Linked DNA regions of Mus musculus: all the other regions are linked to region 1. A link is a contact called in public HiChIP or PLAC-seq, Micro-C and promoter capture Hi-C data. All regions are on one chromosome and are shown on one strand. The core of a region is the stretch at or near the end of the contact, and the rest is flanking DNA. Distances in the headings are between cores, read along the strand shown.

Region 1 (2,517 bases), core at 13-2,512:
ACTGGTGCCAACTTTCTAATGCTACTCACTGCCAGATCATCTTTCTCCTCTTCCCCTTCATCAAACCTGTCAATCACTCTGGCTCTAGTGGCTGTTGGGGAGGGAGAAAAATAGAATCTTAGGTTAGAAAAATACTTTAACAGGAACCCACTTAAGCCATTTCAACCCCACACCCCACCTTCCTGTACTAGGTGAGTACTCTTAGTACTGGGCTCCACCCCAGCCCTTGATTCATTGTGTCCTCTATAACATAACATAACTAACTTACAGGAATAGGGAGTTGACTTCTGGTTTCTAAGGAGACTGCTGTCATATTGCTATCTATTTCTAAACAGAGAGCTAACTCCCTGCAACTACTAGGAGACATGTTTTTATGCCTTGGAACTTATAAATCTAGGAACGTATAAATCTGATTCTTCCTTGCTTTTCCATGGTGTTTTTTATTGTTTTTCTTTTTCAGAGGTTCTGAAAATTAAATCCAGTGCATCAAGTGTTATCGGCTACATGCCCAGGGTCCTTAATTCTTCCTCAATATGTGACAGTCATTGGGTGCTATAGACACTCATGACACCCCTCCAGTTGTCTTTCTCACACCTCCCTGACCCAAGTCTAAAGCACAATTACTCCCAGCCGGTCTCAGAACAGGTTTATGAAGAATCAGTCTGTCATCAGAATGTGGACAAATGGCTTAAGGCCTAAATAAACATGGCTAAACAGCATCGGGTAATCATTTTCATTCTCATGAAGATTTTAGAAGCAGTCAGTTTCAAACACACAAAAACCTGAAACTCATCAGGCTTCTTTCTCCTTTCGAAGGTAATACCAAGAAAAGTGGCATCCTAAACTGCTGCCAGCCGGCTGCCTGCAACTCCCCGCCAGGGTCCTGATGTCCCGCCCACCCCCAGAGTCTAGAATGCTGGATTACTGCTCACGCCACCCTCCCAAGAGACAATTTTCCCCCAGCGAAAAGGGAAGGCGAGCAGGTCCAAGCACCAGCGGCCCTTGAAGTCGGAGCCACTGCTCTGCACGTGGTTAGCCCCAGTCAGGCCTCACCCTCCTCCGGGTCGGCCTCAGGATCCGCCTCACGCGGTCTCGGATTCAGCAACTGTTCCAGCTGCAGAGCCAAGGGCTGCGGCGCCGCCATGGTCACCAGGTCACTGCCGGCGCTGCGCTCGTGAACCTGCACTGCAGCCCGAGCCCCCCGGCCCGACACTCGCAGCAGTGGCGCTACGGCCCAGACTCTACTTGGCAACTCAAGGCGGAGACCTCGCGGAGGCGGCGTTTAGAATCCCAGTAGGCAACTTCCGGGAGGCGCGCGCGCGCCGGAGGGGCGGGGCGTCGCGTCACCACTGGGCTGCTAAGCTGAGACGCAGGCGCCCGAAACCGTGGCAGGGTTGCGAGCCGCCCGAACGCGCGTGCGCCGGAGGCCCCTCGGACGCGCGGCGCGGGAGCGCGCCGGAGCACGTGACCGCTTGGAGCGAGAAAGGTTGATTGTGCTCTGAGCTGCCAGGGTCCCCTAAGCACGAAATAACGCCTCGAGCTTTGTGCGAGCTTGGTTTAGGAATTAAGCGTAAAGTAGCTGTGGCTGCTGGTGGCTGGCTGGTTTGTGAAAGGGAGTGAAGGATAAGCCTCTCAAACCTCAGGTACACACTCGAGCAAGCACAGACCCGGGACTCAAAACGGGGCTTTTCTCAGGGTAGAGGAGCCTGCGGCCAGGCACACAGCTTCGGGCCAGGATCTGAGAGGCCTGCGTGTGTTAAGTGTGCGGCGAGGTGCGATCTTTATTGATAGAAATAATTAGGAATCGCGATGGTTGTACCACAAATCAAGATTGTTTCTGTAGCTTCTTGTACCCTCTTGCCTGGGCAATCACAGGGAGGGGCAGGGGGGTAGAATTACTCTACTACAGAAGCGTTGATATTAACAGCTTTTCTGTTCAAAGATGGAGTGACTCAGTCAGACCCCCGAAACTAGTGAAGATGGGAGAAGAGAAACCCTTCACTCAGTTCTGGTATTAGATGGCCAGACTCAAAATACACAAAGACCTTAATGTGATAAATGTAATTGCACCCAGGCCCATGAAGCTATGCCATCACTTTGCATTCGTTTTTCTTTTCATGGAGCATCCCTTGACGCCCACTACTGTGGCAAGCACTGCTAGATGAAATATAGGATGTGTAAGTTAGACTCTCTCTCCACACAGTGACCAGTCTAGAAGGGCAGGAAACATGAACTGCACCGAGGAATGACAAATTTGAGTGTAAAGTGGTCTGTCTATACTGATCTGTTGGAGGTCTTCCTCCATGGAGACCTAGAATCTACTATAACAGGAAAGCTGCCTCAGAAGAATCCAGAAAAAAAAAAAAAAGAAAAAACGACTTGAATAATAGACACTGTGTCCATGCCTGTTTGTATGTTAAGACAGTCTCTTGCCTCCTACACATCATGTAATTGAAGATGACCCTGAATTTCTTGACCCTCCTGTCTCCACTGGGATTAGAGACATGTGCCTGCCAC
Region 2 (2,517 bases), core at 12-2,511, 450 kb before region 1:
TTTTATGGGGGAAAGCCAAAAATACCAAGCAGCTATTCTCCTCCCCCAAGCGTCAGTAGGTGAGTCAGAGCTGGAGGCAGGAGTGGGGCCCATGTGTCAAGCCGCCTGTGCAGGGCTCCTTCCTCCCTCCTCCCGGGAACTCTCGGCCCTCGTCTGACCTCATGGGAATTCTTAAGGTGTCTCCAGCAAGGAAGAAGTGGTGCCTCACTCTGGGGGTGCCTCACTCCTCTGTTTCTCAAGGAAACCGAGACTAAATGCCCTTTATGAGTCCACAAAAGACAACAGCAAATTGCAGCCCTAAACACAACTTTGCAAAGAATACATACAACACCCAAAGAGTTGCATCTTGTTGGAGGGACCCGGCTTTGTAGCTGAGGCCTGCGGCTGCAGACCACTGTCCCTTGGCCTCTCTGACCTTTCATTGTCCTCAGGGAGGATGTTCTGGTATCCCATTAAACTTCAAAGTTGGTACTTTTTGGAGCAAGAACTGCAGGAAACTGCGTTAAAACTCTTGGTCCACATTTCATTAAAGTCAGTTAAGAATCCGAATCCTTGCCTCCGTTTTTTACATCTACAAATCGGGAAAGCACAGCTCTCCACCTACCTCTTAGAAACTTCACTGAAAACTACCCAGAGAACGTAAACCAAATGCCGTGGGGCTCTCCTGAGTGGAAAGTATGAGGTATTGTTTTTAGTATTATTAGACCGGGAGACTACTGGTAAAACACCCCGCCTTCTCTTGCCTCTAAGATGCCCAGTTACCATAACATTAGCCGATGCCACTGGCAACATCCACTTCAATAGAAGGTAGTTATACAATCCTAAGGCGGCTACACCACTCGGCTCCCTTCCCTACCCCAAGCCCAGTACAATTCAACTTCGCTCCAGAGCAAGGATACTTAGGAGAAATAAGAGTCAGATGTGAGCATGGTGCACACCAATCTAACACCGAGGAGAGACGCTCAAGTTGAGTTCTTGGCATAGCAGAAAGCCAAGTGTTTCCAGGGGGTGGCGGGGCCGGTCGCGGGGTGCATGCTGACGCCTGCCGGCTTGGGTTCGGGGATCCCAGCCTCTCCCGCCCCGCGCCCCGAGGTCGCCGAGCACCCGCACAAAGTTTGCAGAGCCGAGGGTCGCATGCGCCCGGGCCCCTCTGGCTCTCCCCCGCACCCCGTACCGAGTGTGCCGGTGGCGGCAGCGGCGGCTCTCGGGTCCGTGCTGCTGCGAGGCTCGCGGCTTCTGCCCGCCGGCCTCGCGCGCCTCCCGCTCCCTGCGCGCTGCCGCCCTCTTCCGAGCGCGGGCCCGCAGCGGGGACGAGCGTGGGTTCCGGGCGCCGCGCGTGCGCGCTGCGGCGCGGGCAGGTCCTCCTGGCCCCGGTTCCTACTCACCTGGACTTACTCGCAGACCCCTGCTCCTTGAAGCCGCGTTGTCCTCCGGCCCAGCTTCTGAGCTGGCGTTCGAAGAATCTGTCCAAATGCAGAGAGGCAACTGCGGGAAGAGACAGAATAAAAGGTGTGAGCGCCGCAGCCAGTGACTAATCACCGCCTCTCAGCCACCCCCTCCTCCTCCCCCGGGCGAGACAGCCCCAGGTGCGGACCCAAGGGGGAAGGCAAAGCCACTCTTTTTTGCTTGTTTGTTGAGGCAAGGTCTCACTATGTAGACCAGGTTGGCCTGGAACTCACAGAGACTCGCCTGCCTCTGCCTTTATCTCCCTAAAGCTGGGATTAAAGGTATAAACCACCACGCCCTAATTCTTCCGTCAACTGCTGGGTGGATTTTGATTGACAGGTGAGGGAAGTAACTGGGGAAACTCCAAAGGAGTTAAAGACCCCTAAACCTCTGATGCATTGACAGTACCCACACTCCTAGGTACAACGAGGCTGACTTGTGGAACCCTTGAAATTTCTTTGCTCTCAACTAGCTCTCTCGCTCTCTCCCTCTCTCTTTCCTCTCTTTCTGTCCTCTTTAGGTTTTCTCACCTGAAATGAATGGATGCAAACTGACTTTAGCGCCACCCTACTCTTCTCTTCGCAAAACTGAGGGGCGATACAGGGGCGGTAGGAACGACTTCCTCCAGCCTCTGCAGTGAGTCAGACTCCAGGAGTCCTGACTTGGCGCTCGGTTGGTCCTGTGCTCACCCAAGCAATGCCCTCGCTGTAGCAAATCGCTGACATCAGAACTGCTGAAGTCAAACTAGTATTCTTGGATTTGGGGGAGGGGACAGAGGAGGAGCACGCCGCACTTAGGGCTTACTTAACAGTTTCTAGCATCTTCAAGTAAAACCTGGAGGTTTTTGTTTTACTTTCTTTCTTTTTTTAATCTCCATTGGCCAACTGGATTCAGTCTTTTTGTGGGTGCTGCAATATCTAGAAGTTTTTGTCTGTTTCCCAGACGAAAATATAACAGCAGAGGCATTTTAGTGATAATACAGGGAAAGCTAAAATGGCCTAGACTGAAGAGATTTGATGCCATTAAAAAGCATGAGAGCTTTAAAATTAGGCAAAATTAACCATTTCATGA
Region 3 (2,517 bases), core at 10-2,509, 400 kb after region 1:
GAACTACATAAAAAAAAAAAAAAAAGAGCCAGTCTCAGCTGGGCCGTGGTGGCTTGTGCCTTTAATCCCAGCATTAGGAAACTAAGGCATGGGGATTGTGAGTCTGGGAGGAGTATAGAATATATAGTTCAGCCAGGCGTGGTGGTGTACGCCTTTAATCCCAGCACTCGCGAGGCAGAGGCAGGCAGATCTCTGAGTTCGAGGCCAGCCTGGTCTACAAAGTGAGTTCCAGGACAGCCAGGGCTACACAGAGAAACCCTGTCTCGAAAAACAAACAAAAACAAAAACAAAACAAAAAAAGGAATATATAGTGAATCTGAGATACTCTTTCTCAGCACAAAATAAAACAGCACTTGGGAGGCAAGAGGCAGGCAGATCGCTATGAATTTGAAGCCAGCCCGGTCTACAGAGCGAGTTCGAAGGCAGCCAGAAACCCTTTATTGAAAAGCAAACAAAGAAAGAAGGAAAATGAAAGAAGAAAAAGAACCAGCCGGGCGTGGTGGCTCACGCCTTTAATCCCAGCACTCGGGAGGCAGAGGCAGGCGGATTTCTGAGTTCGAGGCCAGCCTGGTCTACAGAGTGAGTCCCAGGACAGCCAGAGCTACATAGAGAAACCCTGCCTCGGAAAAAAAAAAAAAGAGGAGGAGGAGGAGAACCTGTCTCAAAATACCACACACAGAAAAAGAAAATTTCTCCTATTGTAAATAATAAACAACCATATTTTAAAGACAACCATTGCTGGCTAATTGACCTCAGCCAAGGCAGTTTCTGCGATAGTGAGGGGCTACACTAGAATGTCAAGATGAATAAATAGCTAAGACTTTTCCCAAGAAAGCAGCTGACTTGCTTTGGATTATTTGAGACAGGGTCTCAGTCTGTAGTCAGGCTGGCTTTGAACTGGCGGGAATCCTCCCGCTTCGGGTTCCTGGGGGCATGGGGCCTGTACGGTACAAAGAAGGAGCAAGGGCTGCGACGGTGTCCCGGGGTCTTACCTTTGTGCTTCTGAAAACAGGGGACCGAACAGCTGTAATGAGACAGACAGGCTCAGGTCAGCACGATCAGCACGAGCGGCCGCAGCACGTACCCCTTGCCCGCAGCCGCCGCCCGCAGCCCGGCCTCCCTCCGAACCCACTACCCGCTCTGGCTCACTAGGGCACGCGGCAAGTCGGGCAACGGTATTTCGGCTTCTCCAAACAGACCACACAGACCGCAGTCCTACAATTCAGCGACGCCATGACTTCCCAGAAGACACCCGCGCTCACTCTTTTACCTAAACAAGGGCCAATCACAGCGCTCCGCACTCATTGGCAGTCAGAAGCAATGGATTGATCCTGTTCTCTATTCTAGGCCTCACCTGTAGAGTGTCGATACAGTAGATGTGCATTTAGAGCTGCTGCGTCAAGGATTTTTTTCCTCTGATTAGATCAGGCCACGGAACTCAGGATTTTTCTGCCTCTGCATCCCTGACACTGACATCACAAGTGTGCACCACCATGCCTAATCAAAGACATTAAAAAAAAAAAAAAACTGTATACGTGTGCGCCTGTGCCGGGGTAAATGATGTCCCTGCCCCAAGAGAGACCAGAAAAAGATATCAGATCCAATGGAGCTAGAGATAGGCGGGTTTGAACTTCCTACTGTGAATGTTAAGACTCAAACTCTGTAACAGCATCTAGCGGTCCTTACTGCTAAGCCACTTCTCCCAGCCCAAAAGACATTTGAGGCTGAGCTGCTGACAAATGCTTGTTGAACCCCGACTGTGAGTTCTACAATGTCCAGACACTGGGGATGATTGGAAGACGGTCTCTTCCCTAGGAGCACAAGGCTTGAAGTGAAAACAGAATGGGGAAAGGACTAAGGAAGAGACTGGAATTTTAGTGTCAAGCCGTGCATTTGCACGACTCTGAAAATGAGCCTGTAGGTTTTCTTGTGCTTCATGCCACTACAAGCCATGGTGGAGTTGACTGACTGCAGAGCAGATCAGTGGCTAGGCTAAAGGAATCCAGGCTAATGAGTCAGAATAGATGGGCTATGACTAACCTTGAAGGCTACTATAGACTTTAGTTATAGACAAAATCGTGGAGTCAGTTGTGTTAAGGTCTGAGACCCTGTTGCAGGGTGTGTCACCAGGCCCTACTTGGAATCCTGTTTTCTTTAAGAAACTTGCTCCTCTCTGAAGCTCTGAATTTGGTCTAACCTAAACTCCAGCTTCCAGGACCTTAAATCATGTTCCTCTCCCAAATGCCTCCTCCTCATCTATGTGGCCCATTCAGGCTCTAGGGTCCTTTGTTGATTTGTTTGTTTGTTTTTGTTTTTGTTTTTGTTTTTAAGACAGGGTTTCTTTGTGTAACCCTGGCTGTCCTGGAACTCATGCTGTATACCAGGCTGAGCTTGAACTCACAGAGCCGGCCTGCCTCTGTTTCCACCAGCCCTGCTCTAGGGTCCCTGTTAATAAGTGTGCGCATGAGCATCTGTGCCTGCTGAGATGGAGCTGCTGCAAACTAGGCAGTGCCTGGA
Region 4 (2,517 bases), core at 12-2,511, 360 kb after region 1:
GACAGGCCCTAAACGCCCCAGCTCCTTCAACCCTTCTCCCCGGCGCGTGCTTAGGCAAACAGCGTCTCAAAGGCAGGCCTAAAGGCCAAAGGTTCGGAGAGGGAGGAAGACCCGAGCAGGGGACCTCCAAGTGCCTTCGGGGCGCTGGATCTGGGGCCTGCCAAGGGTACCGAGAGGCCCCGCTGCAATGGCGAGTTCGTGGGGCCCATCGGAGAGGCGGCCTCGCCTAGGAGTTGCAACACACTCTTTCTCCAGTGCGCAGCGCTCGGCCTGGGGGAGGGGAAACAGCTGCCAGGCCGGGGAGCAGCGGGCCCATCCCGGCCCGGCCCGCTCAGCCCGCTCGCTCACCGTCAGGGTGTCGTCTATGTAGAGGGGGATCTGCCTCCTCTCGAAGGGGAACTCCTCCTCCCCGTCCCTGCACACTGCCACCAGTCGCGCCATCGTCCCCGACGCTGCCGTTGCCACCGTCACCACCTCCTCCCAGCTGCTGCCGCCGCCGCTGCTCCTGCCGCCGCCGCTGCTGCTGCCTCCTCCCAGCTCCTGCCTGCAACAGCCAAACCCCGCGAGCGTAAGCACCCGCCACCTCGCAGCACATTCGCCACGGGTGAAAGGGGTGGGGGGGCGCGGAGCGAGAGAGGACAGGAGAGCCGCGCTGCGTTTCCCATCACCCGATTCCACACGCGCTCAGCCAATCAGCGCCCCGCAGCGCCGGGACCCGCCCCCTCGCGCCGCCTGCCCTCCCCCACCCAGACCCCCCCTCCCCACCCACCCACCCCCCCCCCCCCCGCCCGCCGGCCTCCAGTCAGGGTCCAAAGGAGAGGCGGAAAAGGACCTGCTGGCCCCGGGACATCCCCGCCCAGCTCGGGAGTCCGGGCTCCAGAAGCCCATCCCCGCCTCGGCTACACAGCCCAAGCCCGCACCCCCTGCCGCTGACCCCTTCTCTCCTGGCTGAGCGCCCCGCCCAGGGTGGCCCCCTAGGCTGCAGTTGCCCGGCGCCACCCCGCCCCTGGGAGGGGTCGACCCTGCCTCGGCTCTGCAGAGTTGGGGTGGGGGCGAGCTCAGACCCCAGTCCTCACCCGGGTCGGAGAGAGAGAGCTCTCGGTTCTGACCTTCACTGACTTCGAGGACGCCTCCCTGACCCCCACCTCTGCTCCCCGTTACCGGCTGACGAGGCCCGCGTCAGGGCCGGCCTGGGCGGGAGCGCGGCTGCGATTGCCGTTTCCTCTCCAGGCTCAGTCAGCCGCTCGCGCCACGGGGAGTGTGGGAGGGAGGGCGGGGGACGTGGGGAGGGTGGGGCCGGGGAGGGGGGGCCGCGAACTCCAGGCGGGGCCTGCCTCTTCTCGCGAGACCGCGGCCGCCTCGCTCGTGTCCCGACTTTCGAAATCGGCTTGTACGGGTGGGGGGAACCCCCTGTGCTGTCGCGCTCGGCTGACCTGCGTGGTGCCCCGGATTTACCAAAACGAGCGTGAAAATAGGGCCAGTGGGGAGGCCCAGCAGGAGCAGCCGGGGTCCCTGCCAGTGACGACCCGGGATCTGCTCTCTGGAGACCGGTGGGGTGGAAAGCCCACTGGGGGGGGGGGGGAACCCAGATAAGACTTGGGTGAGCGATGAAGAGCTGGCGCTGTCGAGGTCTAGGAGAATGGACACTGCAGAGACCTTTGACCTTGTTTTCCAGGTTGCACACATGCGGACTTCCACCCCTGTAAGACTGGAGGAAAGGGCTCTGCTACCCTGACTCACCCAGAGCCGGCCGCCTTATGGGGACTGCAGCAAGATGGATGGAAAATATGTGCAGGATCTGTTGTTACAATAGACAGAAAACTGAACTGTAGTCTATGTGTAGCTTCCGACCAAAGGAACTTCTTGAGTTAATATTAACTTAAGGGACTCCCTTGGGCAAAGTTACTGATAGTGGCCAAAGGCCCTTCGGTCTGACCATCTTCCGAGAACCAGAGCTGCTGTAAAGAGAGTTTCCTCTGCACTCTTGACTACTGCCACGTTCTCAGGTACTAGTCTACGGAGGTCCATTGTAAAGCCAAAAAGATGGAAAATGTTTTGTCTTGATGGTTTTAATAATAAATCCATTCGCTGCTTGTACAACTACCAGATCTTAAGGACAGATCGAATATTTTCTGGTAAAATAGGGTAAAGCTGTTGTTACTGACCTTTAAAAGTATTTTGATCACATGAAGTCTTTCAAGTCACAACCAAAAAAAAAAAAAAAAAAAAATCCCACAGTGCATCCTTAGCCTTGTTGACTTATGACATTGTGTGGTCATTGTTAGAGTAGGTGACATAATAAACTGGAAGAACCATTGTGTGTTCCCAAAGGTGTGATTATCCAGTAAATATGTCTTTGGGCCATACTAAAAGCAGAACAGTGCGATCCTTAGTTGAAGTCCAGTTTTTCACGCACCTTCTGACAGGTTAAAATACATAGTAAAACTATGGACATTTTTAGAGAATCTTGTGTTTTATGTCTACAACTACTACAATCTATGTACCTACTTTGATTAA
Region 5 (2,517 bases), core at 8-2,507, 260 kb after region 1:
GGTATGGACTGCCCACGCTGACAGGAAGCACACACGTTAACGGGGTCCCTTCCTTTGGGGTGGGCCCCATCACTTCTTAACCAAGTGTTCTTCCCTGCCTATTTGCAGCCTCATCCCCATCACTTTCTTTGTTCTTTGTGTGCGTGCTAGCGGTGTGTGTGCACATGTATGTGTGCAGGTGGAGATCAAAACAAAGTCCTCAGATATCATTTCATGGGTGTAGTCTTTTTTTTTTAAACGGTCTCTCACTGGCCTGTGGCAGCACATACAACATTAGGGAAGGCTGGCTACCCAGCAAGGCCCAGAGATCCATCTCCCACCACCACTCCAACAATGGGATCACAAGAAGATGCTACTCCCACCCCACCCCCACCCCACGCCAATTATTTTACATGGGTTCCGGGGGATTGAACTCAGGTCCTCACGCTTGCAAGGCAAGCACTGTACTGATTGATTATCCCCCATCCTCACAATCACCTTCTTCATCAACTCTAAGCCAGGAGCCATCTCTACTGGGGAATAGGAACCACAGAGGCAACCACAGAAAACGAGGTGCCCTTGCCTGCAGCCCACAGGACCTGTGCTGTCCAGATGGGGTAGATGCAGCCAAGGCCCAGCTACAGCAGCCCCAGCCGCAGCCCCAGCTCAGCCCCAGCCTGTCTCCACACTTAGCTACTAATGTACTGAGTCCTATCAAGACACAGTGAAGCGGGGCGTAATTTTTGCAGAAAACAATGTGGGTGATGTATGCCCACAACTGGTACACAATAAAACTGTAGTCGAACGCAGCGGAAAAAAATGCACCCAGTCAATACAATAAAATCAGCACAAATACACTCGTGTAAAGCAAACAAATCTCTCCGTCCCGATGTGTGACAGCACACGCAGGAGGGGGCGGAGCAGAGTGTCTGTACCAGCCAAGTGCTCCCAGAAATCTTGAGAGGAAATAGCCAAGCTGACCAACCAAATAAATAAATAAATAAATAAATAAATAAAACTAAATAAACAAATATAAAGATGAAGGACTTTGGGGACTGGTTTGCATTTCTGGCCTCAGATTTCTTCTGGCAAGGCGACTAAGGGGCTAGAGGCCCCCAAATTACCATTCATCTGGCCTTGTTGTGGAAATTTTCAAGGGATTTGCAGTAATTATATGACAAAATGCTTGCAAATCTCACTCATTGCTGAACAGAAACAGGCGGGTCAGGGATTGAACACTTTCAGCTGGGTAATTTGTAAATGTCAATCAGGCAACGGGGCAGAGAGAAGGGGGTGGGGGAGAGAGGGAAAGGAGCCAGAAAAAGACTGTAGCAACAAGAGGCTGCTTCCTCCTCCCAGAACTAGGACTCCAAAGGCGCTGGCCAGACCCTGGGCAGAAGCACCGGGAAGGGAGGAGGGAGGACAGGGACAGCAGAGGAAGGGGGAGGGATACAGACATGGTGGGGACAAGTATGGAGGGGGGCTGGGTGGAGGGAGCTGGGGGAGGGAGAGTTGTGGATAGAGAAGAGACTGAATCAGGAAAAACAGTTTAAATAAAACCAGGGGAGATTAAATTAACTGATACATACATTCCAAGAGGTAGGTCGCAGGAGCAGCCATAAATACCAGCTCCCTATCTCCCCTGCTCGAGACAGCAGGGAGAGCCAAATAAAATTAAAAGATATAACAATAAAAATTACAAATGAATCTGGAGGTCCTGTACTCCAGGTCTGTAATGGAGGCTCTGAGCAAAACGAGCCTGGGGCACAGCCCTCACACAAACCAGGGAGCCCCTCCGTGTGGAGGCTGGGGGACTATGTTATTGACTGTCCCACTGTTTGCTGGGTCTACAGCTTCACCCAACAGGATGCTTGCAGGGGTGATGGCTTATCAACAAGACAAGTGATTATGCACATCGTAATTTACAAGGTCTTTTCTGGCCGTTACCACATGGGGTTGGGGAGTGGGGTTTGTTTCACTCATTACAGGGTGAGGCTTAAAGAGGCTGGGATGGCCAAACTAACAGGTAGAGGGAGGATTTGAACCCAGGACCCCTTTCCACACCTCTCCTTGTTATGGTTTGAAGCTGATTTTGAATCCTTGCTCCCCAGCTGTTGGAGCCATTTAGGAAGATGGTAGAACCTTAGGAGTTAGAGCCAGGCTGCTGGAAGTAGTGCATGAGGGGCGGGCCCTTGACAGTTACAGCCTGCCCTGGCTGTTGCTGCCTTCTCTGCTTCCTAGTCTCCTGGGATGTGAGCATCTGCCTGCTCCACCTTCCCTGCCATGACAGAACCCTCAAAAACCACGAGCCAAAATGGGTTCTTCCTCTTGTAAGTTGTTTTGTCAGACAAAAGTAGTGTGTAATTCAGCCTCCAGGGACTTAGGCTGTCTGAGAGACTAAATATGTTCTCTGAGCAGAGAAGCAACATCCCTAAGCTTAGAGTAGCTTGCCCCAGGTTCTAAACTGGCCAAGACAGCATTCTCGGAGCAGAAACATTCAACTTTCCACATTCGAAAGACTTCTCTTTTTCAAATCTA

The links. Hi-C and Micro-C count contacts between places; a contact is called where the count stands out from the background. HiChIP or PLAC-seq counts read pairs in DNA pulled down with a chosen protein or histone mark. Capture Hi-C pulls out chosen DNA fragments and counts their contacts.
Region 2: a contact with region 1 is called in a Micro-C map of embryonic stem cells, with 4 times the contacts expected there. The contact joins the promoter of Dusp14 here to the promoter of Aatf in region 1. A contact is called at or near these places in 6 of 484 Hi-C or Micro-C datasets (LSK cells, Sertoli cells, embryonic stem cells and 2 more).
Region 3: a contact with region 1 is called in a Micro-C map of embryonic stem cells, with 2.8 times the contacts expected there. The contact joins the promoter of Znhit3 here to the promoter of Aatf in region 1. A contact is called at or near these places in 3 of 484 Hi-C or Micro-C datasets (CD4 T cells, double positive thymocytes and embryonic stem cells), 2 of 115 datasets of contacts at active chromatin or transcription factors (bone marrow-derived macrophages and memory CD8 T cells) and 2 of 9 other capture datasets (adipose tissue and liver).
Region 4: a contact with region 1 is called in a promoter capture Hi-C map of adipose tissue. The contact joins the promoter of Ggnbp2 here to the promoter of Aatf in region 1. A contact is called at or near these places in 3 of 39 promoter capture datasets (the C10 cell line, embryonic stem cells and liver), 10 of 484 Hi-C or Micro-C datasets (CD4 T cells, CD8 T cells, Sertoli cells and 3 more), 6 of 115 datasets of contacts at active chromatin or transcription factors (bone marrow-derived macrophages, effector CD8 T cells, embryonic stem cells and 3 more) and 3 of 9 other capture datasets (adipose tissue, liver and pancreatic islet).
Region 5: a contact with region 1 is called in an H3K4me3 HiChIP or PLAC-seq map of embryonic basal ganglia, with 4 times the contacts expected there. The contact joins the enhancer-like site here to the promoter of Aatf in region 1. A contact is called at or near these places in 9 of 39 promoter capture datasets (the C10 cell line, the HPC-7 cell line, HPC-7-derived erythroid cells and 7 more), 1 of 15 datasets of contacts at CTCF or cohesin (the NIH/3T3 cell line), 7 of 484 Hi-C or Micro-C datasets (cortical neurons, cumulus cells, embryonic stem cells and 2 more), 24 of 115 datasets of contacts at active chromatin or transcription factors (the NIH/3T3 cell line, the SCID.adh cell line, acute myeloid leukemia and 17 more) and 4 of 9 other capture datasets (adipose tissue, embryonic tail, liver and 1 more).

What each region holds. Positions count from the first base shown.
Region 1 is chr11:84,512,239-84,514,755 of GRCm38.p6, forward strand. It overlaps Aatf (apoptosis antagonizing transcription factor), which reads right to left and starts at 1,263. Exons shown (of 13, transcript NM_019816.1): 1 at 1,054-1,263; 2 at 1-91. The coding sequence starts at 1,144.
Region 2 is chr11:84,067,096-84,069,612 of GRCm38.p6, forward strand. Dusp14 (dual specificity phosphatase 14) reads right to left here and starts at 1,262. Exons shown (of 3, transcript NM_019819.3): 1 at 1,175-1,262.
Region 3 is chr11:84,915,107-84,917,623 of GRCm38.p6, forward strand. Znhit3 (zinc finger, HIT type 3) reads right to left here and starts at 1,260. Exons shown (of 5, transcript NM_001005223.3): 1 at 1,150-1,260; 2 at 993-1,024. The coding sequence starts at 1,235.
Region 4 is chr11:84,869,529-84,872,045 of GRCm38.p6, forward strand. Ggnbp2 (gametogenetin binding protein 2) reads right to left here and starts at 1,262. Exons shown (of 14, transcript NM_001364114.1): 1 at 1,077-1,262; 2 at 349-544. The coding sequence starts at 441. Ggnbp2os (gametogenetin binding protein 2, opposite strand) reads left to right here and starts at 477. Exons shown (of 2, transcript NR_131201.1): 1 at 477-568; 2 at 1,676-2,103.
Region 5 is chr11:84,774,439-84,776,955 of GRCm38.p6, forward strand. No RefSeq gene overlaps it. Among named protein-coding and RNA genes, the nearest start is that of Mrm1, 44 kb to the right of the region's middle. Within about 2 kb of position 1,258, at least 16 of the 459 cell types and tissues checked have an H3K27ac peak or open chromatin away from gene starts, as enhancers often do. A contact at or near this core is called in cortical neurons, embryonic basal ganglia and ganglionic eminence, where this site is marked.